Linked DNA regions of Mus musculus: all the other regions are linked to region 2. Evidence: chromatin contacts called from public HiChIP or PLAC-seq and Micro-C data. All regions are on one chromosome and are shown on one strand. The core of a region is the stretch at or near the end of the contact, and the rest is flanking DNA. Distances in the headings are between cores, read along the strand shown. Region 1 has its middle 18 kb from the start of Gm14661. Region 2 holds the start of Sox3 (SRY (sex determining region Y)-box 3). Region 3 has its middle 26 kb from the start of Gm14661.

Region 1 (2,700 bases), core at 140-2,639, 110 kb before region 2:
CAGCCAAGTCTGCCCACCAAATCCACTGCATATCCCGGGAAAAGATAGACTCCAGGATGCAAGGAAGACATCCTCAGTCTGATTTTAAAAGCCTCCTGCTTTCCAGTTTACAAACGGAGGACTGAGACAGAGGATGCTGCTGAAAGTAGTGATAGGCAAAGATTTGAAACTATCAATTTCTGTCCCCTATAATTCTTTTCCTTTCCAAACGAATTCTGTGACAAATATTTTTTTCTGCACCTGCAGCAGTAGATTTTTATCTCATTGTCTTTCATTTTTATGTGTATCGTCTCTCTCCTCACAGTCTGTTGGAAGCTTTGACGGGGAACCCCAGTTTTCCCTGTTTGATGAGAGGTTTCAATAATGAGACTCTAGCTTGATGGTGCATGCCAGCTCTGACATGATACATTTAAAAGGATGTCTCAGGAATTTTCAGGATTTTGAAAAGGAAAGGTCCTTATAAGAGAGAGTAATGTCCACCTTGACTTGTATAATTGCAGCATATACTTTGGGAAATCACTAGGAATAATTAACCCATTCTTGATAGCACGTGCTTAGCTAATTGGGCTGAAACCCAGGGCTGGTTAGCAACTTGGCCGAGTGCCAGGTAGCAGGTGTCTGTATAGAGTCAGCCCTGATTCTTTTTTCAAAAGGAGGAAGGTCTATGCATGTTTTGTTTTTGAGAAAGTTTGCTTAGATTTTACCCCTCTCCCACCCTCATTTGAAAATGAGGAGAAAAAAAGTTTATTAGTACTAAATAAAGATTATCTCTCTTTTATGTAGTTTGATTTTCCTCCAACCAACTTCAGTCTAGATTTCTACATGTACTTCTTTGCCTTCATAGCTTTTATTTATTTATTTTATCATAGGCACACAAACAAGATTATTTTATGGCACTTTACTACAAGGCCCACGGACTAACATTTCAAAATATAGCCCTCATAATTTACACATCTGAATTACAATATCGTTTTTAACTCGTGAGCTAACTTGCAGTATAGCTGTGCAAGCAGCAAATTTACATTCCATTCACTTTCCTTCATCCAACTATAAAATTTCCACTTATCAGAAGCCCTACAACAGGAGTTAGAGGTCAGTGATGGGTCCAAGGATATTCGGCAGGATTGCTGGGGCTCTGTAAGTGAGGAACAACATTCCCAACATACCACTGATAAACAGGCATCTCTGAATACGCATCTGAATCCCTGCCCCCCGGGGAGCATTTGAGTGGAAGAAGGGAGGCTTTCCCTGCACCCCAGCAAAAGGGAGCTTGAGAAAGTTTCCCATGAGTTTCCGGAATGTTGCTGCAAAGAATAGAATCCCACTTGAACTGGCAGTATAAAGATTGGGGGAGCCCCACTAAACTCAAGGGCAGGAAGTGAGAAGCCGCTGCAAAGGAAGGCACCATTCTCTGTCTTTTTCTCTTTGCATTCTTACCTTTGCTTCCTCAGCAACCCTCTGCTTGGTCTATTGAAAATGTTGCTCGGTATGTGGAAAAGAAATGTCATTTTATAAAAGCTACTAGTGGCGTACACTGTCTTCTGGTAAGAAAGCAAAGAGAGAGGTCAGCTGTCCGTTCCTTATTCCTCTAGCTCTGACTTCTTAGCAAAACTTTAAAATTTCAAATTACTCTTAGAAGACACCCTAGTAATTAGGTGCTAGTTGTCCTCAAGTGAATAATTTTGTCAACATGTCTGATATGTGGAGTATTACTACTCAGTATTTCTGAATGATCCTTCCATGAGCAAGTTTGAAAATGTGTGACCCATAGGAAGAACTGGATATTGAGTCTTTCCTGAGCACCCTGACAGACATCCATGGCCATAACTCTTCCTTACTGCACTCAGGTTGGCCTCAGAAGTCTTCTTTAACACTCCAAGCAGTGGGGGTTATGGATCCTGAAGTGGCCACCTCATGTAGCAAGTCAGGACTCCCAGTGGAAGGATAAGGACAGCAATCTATCCACAAAACCTTCAACCCAAAATGTGCCCTACCTCTAAGAAATGAAGGGAAAAAGAGCAGAGACTCAGGGAATGGCCAACCAATGACTGCCCAACTTGAGACCCATCCCAAGGTAAGAACCAATCCCTTGACATTATTACTGATACTCTGTTATGCTTGCAGACAGGAGCCTACCATGGCTGTCCTCTGTGAGCCCAGCAGACCATGGAAAGGGATGCAGAAACACCCACACAAAGTAAGTTTTTAGTGAAGAGTAGCCATAGAAAGGAAGAGAAGAAAGCCCCTACTGGAGGGTACTAGAGATCTACATCTCTGGGAAGATCCAACACACAGGTCTCCATCTACTGCATAGTTTCACTGGAAAACTCAGCAAGTGTTGTGTGTGGTGAGTTCATAAGTGATTGTTTGTTTGTTTAGTTTTATTTTTTGGCATTTTGGTTTATTTGCTTGCTTGGTTTTGTTGTGTTTTTCCAGACAGGGTTTCTCTGTGTAACCCAGGCTGTACTGGAACTCACTCTGTAGACCAGGCTACCCTTGAATTCATAGATATCTGCCTGTTTCTGCTTCTTGAGTGCTAGGATTATAAATGGTGCCACCACCCCTGGCCCAAAAAGTAATCTTAGAAGAATGGTATAATCCATGGTTTGGTTGATTGGTTTGGTTTGTGTATTAATAATGTCCTGGTAACTATAAAAGAGAAAAAGAGAAACTCTGGTGGAGGGTTAATCCATGAACCAA
Region 2 (2,834 bases), core at 207-2,706:
TACAAGGCAACGGTCCCAGGCGAGCAAAGCTAAACAGCAAGGCGTCCCAACGTGGGGGGTGTGGGGCGGGGTGGGGGCGAAGAGCTGGGAGCGCGGGCCGGAGCTCAGATGTGGGTCAGCGGCACCGTTCCATTGACCGCAGTCCCGGCGCCCTGGTAGTGCTGGTGCACGCCGTGCAGCCGGCCGCCTGGGAGCGGAGAAGCGGCGTCGGCCGCGTCCCCGCCAGGTGGCAGGTACATGCTGATCATGTCGCGCAGGTCGCCGAGGCACGCGCGCTGCGAGTGCGAAGCGATGGCGGGCGGCGGAGAGCTGGGCTCCGACTTCACCACGGAGCCCATGGGGCCCAGGCTCATGGCGGCGGCGGCGGCGGCCGCGGCGGCAGCGGTGGCGGGCTGCTGCCCGTAGGCGGCGGCGGCGGCGGCCGCGGCGGAGGGCGCCATGCCCCCGTAGCCCGAGGCGGCGGCAGCGGCGGCGGCGGCGTTCATGTAGCTCTGGGCGCCGGGTGGCATCATGGGGCTGTACTGCAGGCCGGCCATGTCGTAGCGGTGCATCTGAGGCAGCGCGGGTGGCGGCGGCGGGCTGCTCATGCTCGGGGGCTGCGCGTAGCCCAGCTGCTCCTGCACGAGCGAGTAGGCGCCGTTGGCCCAGCCGTTCACGTGCGTGTACGTGTCCAGGCGCTGGCCCACGCCCACCGGGCTGCTGGCGGCGGCGGCTGCGGCGGCAGCGGCGGCGGCTGCGGCGGCGCCCGGGGGCAGGAGGCCGCCGGGCAGCGAGTACTTGTCCTTCTTGAGCAGCGTCTTGGTCTTGCGGCGGGGCCGGTACTTGTAGTCCGGGTACTCCTTCATGTGCACCGCACGCAGTCGCTTGGCCTCGTCGATGAACGGCCGCTTCTCCGCATCGGTCAGCAGTTTCCAGTCGGCGCCCAAGCGCTTGCTGATCTCGGAGTTGTGCATCTTGGGGTTCTCCAGGGCCATCTTGCGCCGCTGCCCGCGGGACCACACCATGAACGCGTTCATGGGTCGCTTGACGCGGTCCTGGTCGCTGCCCCCGCCGCCACCACCACCACCGCCGCCGTTCGCGCCCCCGCTGCCCCCGTTGCCTGCGTTCGCTCCGCCGGCTGGGTTCGCGCCACTCTTGCCTGCAGCGCCGGGAGCTGCGGGGACGCCGGTGCCCGCGGCTGGGGTGGGCGGCCCCACGGGGTTCTTGAGTTCAGTCTCCAGCAGGCTGTACATCGCCGGGGCGGGAAGGAGGTGCGCCAGCGTGGCGGGAGGAGACGGCGCTCCGGGGGCTGGAGCGGCCACCGTGAAAAGGCCGGGGGACTCCGTCGGAGTGGTGCTCAGGGGCCGGCGGGCCGGCAGCTCAGGCGGGAAGGGCAGGCTAGCCGAAGGGCTCCGCGCAAAGTCGGCGGGAACTCGCGGGCTTCTCTCACCTGATGCGTTCTCTCGAGCTGGTCGCATTCGCAGCTTGCCCGGGAAGCCTGCCCGGTCCCTTATATACCTGCTCAGATCCGGGAGGGTTGGGGCTCGGTCCGCCCCCTCACCACCCGTGGGCCTCGTGATTGACAGGCTCGCCGTGATGAGTCCTGGCCAATCAACACCGAGCCCCCTGTGGCCCAGCTTGGAAAAAAAAGTTCGGGGAGCCCTTTCGTTCACCCTCCAGACCCCTCTTGGGTCGAGTGACGTGATGAGAGCTTTTTCAGGAGGCGGGAGTCCACGAGACCCGCTCTGAGACCACCAATTAGGGTCTCAAAAAGTTTGAAAGAGCGAGAAACCCGAGGAGGTGAGGGAGGAGGGGGGAAGAGGGCGCGCGAGCAAGCGAGACTGGGGGGAGGAGGGGCAGAGGAGCGCCCGCGGGGTTCGGAAACAACTTTGCAGACTCGACTAGGCTGACCAGCGCCCCATCCCATGGCCCACCTGGAAAGCTCCCCGCCCGCCGTCTGCACGGAGGACCTCCAAACCCTGCTGTTGCCAGCGCTAAGGACACTGGGGACCTCTAGCAGTCCAGGCATGCTTGGGACGTTGAGTGTATAACGGAGGTGCGCTACGCTGAGCCACTGAGAAGCCTTCCTTGGAATTGATGGTAGCCGGTTGCCTGAACCCTCCACCCCGAGGGCCACTGCGTGCAGGACCGAGAGAGGGGCGGGGGCCGGGGAGCGGGACTGCTAGCGCACCTGGCTGTGAGGCTCCATGGGGGGTTTGCCAGTGCGAGTGGGGAGTGGCCTCGGCCTGTGCCCGGGGGAGGCGCTCGAACGTAGCTCCTGGGGAGCGGGTTTAGGATGCAAAGGGCGAACGAGCCTTCACTTTTTCGCTCTGGGCCCCTGCTTAGAGGCCCCTTTTTGTCTCTGCTGTCTGGCCATTTCGGGTTTTCCAGTCCGATGCTCCTGAGGGGGAGGGTCGGGCCCCTTGGAAAATCCGTTTTCATGGCAACACGGAGCCTCTCGCAGTAAAAGAAAAGTTTGGGGGGGGGTGGCCGGAGCTGAGCCTAGGCCTTGCTCCGGGTGCACCGCCCCTCCTCCGACCGCGCACCTGCTACGACCGCTGCGAGCGGCTCTCGGCACGCAGCCGCGCTCCCCCCCCCCCCCAAGCGGGCTGTGCTAACAGACTCTGCTTCTCCTTTCTTGTTTTACAGCCTTTCTGACCGAAGGCTGGAGAAGCAGAGTGGGACCTTCAGGCACTTTGTTGGGTTATCTGCCAAGGACTACCATCTAGAGAAACCTCCGCTGCCCGGAGAGGGAACCCGGACATTCTCCGCTGCCAGCTCAAGCAAGTGGCATGGCGTTTGAAAACTCTTGAAGCCCTCGGAGGCTGCTGGAGGGAATAGGAAGCCATCTGGGC
Region 3 (2,700 bases), core at 50-2,549, 68 kb before region 2:
CGCAAAGTGGTTCAATCATTTGTCTAATTTTGCACAAGTCTAAATGCATTTCTGTGGTTGGAACACAAGCCTGTTGTACTCTAAGAAAAGTCAATAATACAGCCTTCACCACAAAACCTTGGGCCCTGAAGTTCCTGTGATAGAAGCCTAGGAATCCCAGCATTGGGAACTGGGTATGTGTCTCCCGTCACTTGTCCTTGGGTTCCAGCTCAGAAGCTAGGGCCATACTACTCATTATTGGTGCATTCTGATGCCCATTTCCTAGCATTGAACCTATGCTCTTAGCACTTCCACTACCCTGAAAACAGGAGCAGTTCCATATTCTCGTCTCCCTGGACAGTTATGAGCCCGTCTCTGCTAGCCATATCCCAGCAGATTACATAGCAGAGCCCATGTCTTCAACATGAACCAGTCAAATGGATGGAGCTAGAGCTGCTGCCTTTGCACTTTTCTCGGGGCAGTTTTGACAGGCAGAGGAAGCCCAGGAAACTGGGGCTTTGTAACTATTACATGCTTTCCCCAAAGGTCTACCTGTGCCATACTAGAGAACTACCTTAGATCCTAGCAAGATGGCGTTGGCTAGATGGTTGGTTGTTGGGTTGTTTGGTTGGTTTGTGGGACAGCATTATGAAACAAGTAAAATGCCAGCAGGAAAGGCCTAAGTGTGAGGAACTGGTGTTGGTGGGAAGAAAGAGAGGAGAGTCTACAGAGCTGTAGAACATTAGTTATAAGTCAGGAGAATATGGAAAAGGAAGTTCAAATGAGGGGACTAACATACTAAAGGGAAATGGAGAAAAGGCTCGCAAGTTCTGCTTGAAGTACAACTTTCCTTCAGTCCTGATGGGGAAATCTATCAGAGCAGCAGGACCACCAGGATCATCACATCTCCCTAATGTTCCGAGTATTTTCCTCACCCCCAGATGGTCTGGGGATTCCCTAAGCAGACACATGTCAAGCTGCAGCTTCCAACACCTGGCCTTAGTGTGAGCAATGGGGGCCCTTTCACAACACGCTGAGAAGGTTTGTTTTGTTTTGTTTTTAATTTCTCATGAAGACATCGTGCCCCAAATTGCTTGGGATGCTGGGATCTGCCACTGGACATTCCCTTGGCATGGATTTTGGCAGGAAAGGCCCAGACTGGGCAATAATCCAGGGCAGACAGTGCTGGCTGGAGTCCCAGTTCCCTGACCTGGCCCACTGCCCTCCTTGGCTATCAGACAACATTCGCAGAGCCTGCAGACATCTGTGTGCCCATAGGAACGGCTAGGGGGCTGCAGGATCTAGAGACACAAAAGGGTCCCCTTTGTCTCCCTCTGTCCTCACTAATGGCCTGAGTCCCTTCCCAGGGCAGCAGCTGGGTGTTTGGGAGGGAGTGGGGGCAAGATTTGGCCTCTGACCAGAAGAACACAAGGCTGCCCTTAAAGAGGTGGCCCAGCTGTTGGGAATGAACACACAGGTGCACATGAGTGGCACCAACCCTCACCCATATTCCTCCTCCCCTGATGGAGGTGAGGGCTATCGGCCAGACTAAGGTATCCCTGCCCACGTTATAGAGTGTGTGCTATTTGTCCTGAATCCATGTCATGTGTAGGATCTAACAGGCACAGCCTTCCCACCACTTGCAAGGAATCTTCATTTCAATGTATCGTAGCTTACAAGGGACATTCACCTGTTGGCATCGTACTTTCACATGCTCACCCATGTGGACTCTTCTCCTAAAGTAGCTCCAGATGTGTCTCCTTACATTGATTTCATGTGATCTCTGCTTGCCCTTTCCCTTTCAGTCACATCATTCTACTCACCTCGGCTCATCTCTCCATTGTCTGCACCCTACCTACCACCTGTTCCCTGGTACACATGCACATTCTGATATCAGGCCAAGACCTGGGATTCTGTATCAACCATTCTGGGAATAAAGTCTCTTTCCAGTGTCTTACAGTGACAGAAACAGCCTTCAGTAGTATATGAGCAAGTGCCTGACTCTGTAATTGACAGGACAGCTTGTGTTAATGTTGACAGAACAGTAAACTAACAGAATAATTCTCCCCTCACAGTGACAGAAAAGGCTGGTCAAGCAGTGATCCAGTGTTTTGCCATCTCTACTTTAAATTACACTGTTTTTTTTTCAAGGTGAAGCCAATAGAAATGTGACCTAAAGTTTGATGCTGGGCCCTACAGCTATTTGTTGTTGGTATATGGTAGGAGCTTCCTCCAGCATATACATGTACTGTTAGATTCACCAAAACAGGCTTGCAGCAATATAACACTAATCAGAAAACTCAGTGATCTGGATGATTTTCCTTAAGGCAGATCCAAACACAATGCCATCCATCCTCAGGCTCAGAACCCCAGGTACAGATCACTGTTGAAGAAAGCGTAGCAGGACATATTTCCAAACCATGAAAGAGCACTAAGTTGTGAAAGAAGCTGCAGTCACAGGTCCCATATTAAGCAAGGACCACAGCCCCTTGATTGGGGAAAAAAAAAAAGGTCCCAGACAGCCAAAATGAGATCCTGGCTGCCTGAATTCAACCATATAGATACAGACTACTCAGAGTCAAGCTGCATATAGTTTGTTGCCTTTGTATCTCAAAATTTCTTTGCCTGAAATTCAGTGTCCAACCACCAAAGGCCTATAGGCATTCATGCTCATACCTACCATTATACCTGCTTTGCTCTATCAGGTAGGGAGTCTGACCC

The links. A called contact is a pair of places that touch in the nucleus more often than the background predicts. HiChIP or PLAC-seq counts read pairs in DNA pulled down with a chosen protein or histone mark.
Region 1: a contact with region 2 is called in an H3K4me3 HiChIP or PLAC-seq map of neural progenitor cells, with 5 times the contacts expected there. The contact joins the enhancer-like site here to the promoter of Sox3 in region 2. A contact is called at or near these places in 4 of 39 promoter capture datasets (embryonic stem cells and stem cell-derived epiblast-like cells), 4 of 484 Hi-C or Micro-C datasets (embryonic stem cells and stem cell-derived neural progenitor cells), 6 of 115 datasets of contacts at active chromatin or transcription factors (embryonic forebrain, embryonic stem cells, kidney and 1 more) and 2 of 9 other capture datasets (adipose tissue and embryonic stem cells).
Region 3: a Micro-C map of stem cell-derived neurons shows a contact between it and region 2, with 6 times the contacts expected there. The contact joins the enhancer-like site here to the promoter of Sox3 in region 2. A contact is called at or near these places in 2 of 39 promoter capture datasets (cranial neural crest and embryonic stem cells), 4 of 484 Hi-C or Micro-C datasets (Sertoli cells, embryonic stem cells, stem cell-derived neurons and 1 more), 2 of 115 datasets of contacts at active chromatin or transcription factors (embryonic stem cells and neural progenitor cells) and 2 of 9 other capture datasets (adipose tissue and embryonic stem cells).

What each region holds. Positions count from the first base shown.
Region 1 is chrX:60,779,757-60,782,456 of GRCm38.p6, forward strand. No RefSeq gene overlaps it. Among named protein-coding and RNA genes, the nearest start is that of Gm14661, 18 kb to the right of the region's middle. Within about 2 kb of position 1,390, at least 7 of the 459 cell types and tissues checked have an H3K27ac peak or open chromatin away from gene starts, as enhancers often do. A contact at or near this core is called in neural progenitor cells and stem cell-derived neural progenitor cells, where this site is marked.
Region 2 is chrX:60,891,974-60,894,807 of GRCm38.p6, forward strand. It overlaps Sox3 (SRY (sex determining region Y)-box 3), which reads right to left and starts at 1,457. Exons shown (of 1, transcript NM_009237.2): 1 at 1-1,457. The coding sequence starts at 1,457. The coding sequence ends at 105. It overlaps Gm38438 (predicted gene, 38438), which reads left to right and starts at 1,680. Exons shown (of 3, transcript NR_155290.1): 1 at 1,680-1,779; 2 at 2,629-2,834.
Region 3 is chrX:60,824,417-60,827,116 of GRCm38.p6, forward strand. No RefSeq gene overlaps it. Among named protein-coding and RNA genes, the nearest start is that of Gm14661, 26 kb to the left of the region's middle. Within about 2 kb of position 1,300, at least 15 of the 459 cell types and tissues checked have an H3K27ac peak or open chromatin away from gene starts, as enhancers often do. A contact at or near this core is called in stem cell-derived neurons, where this site is marked.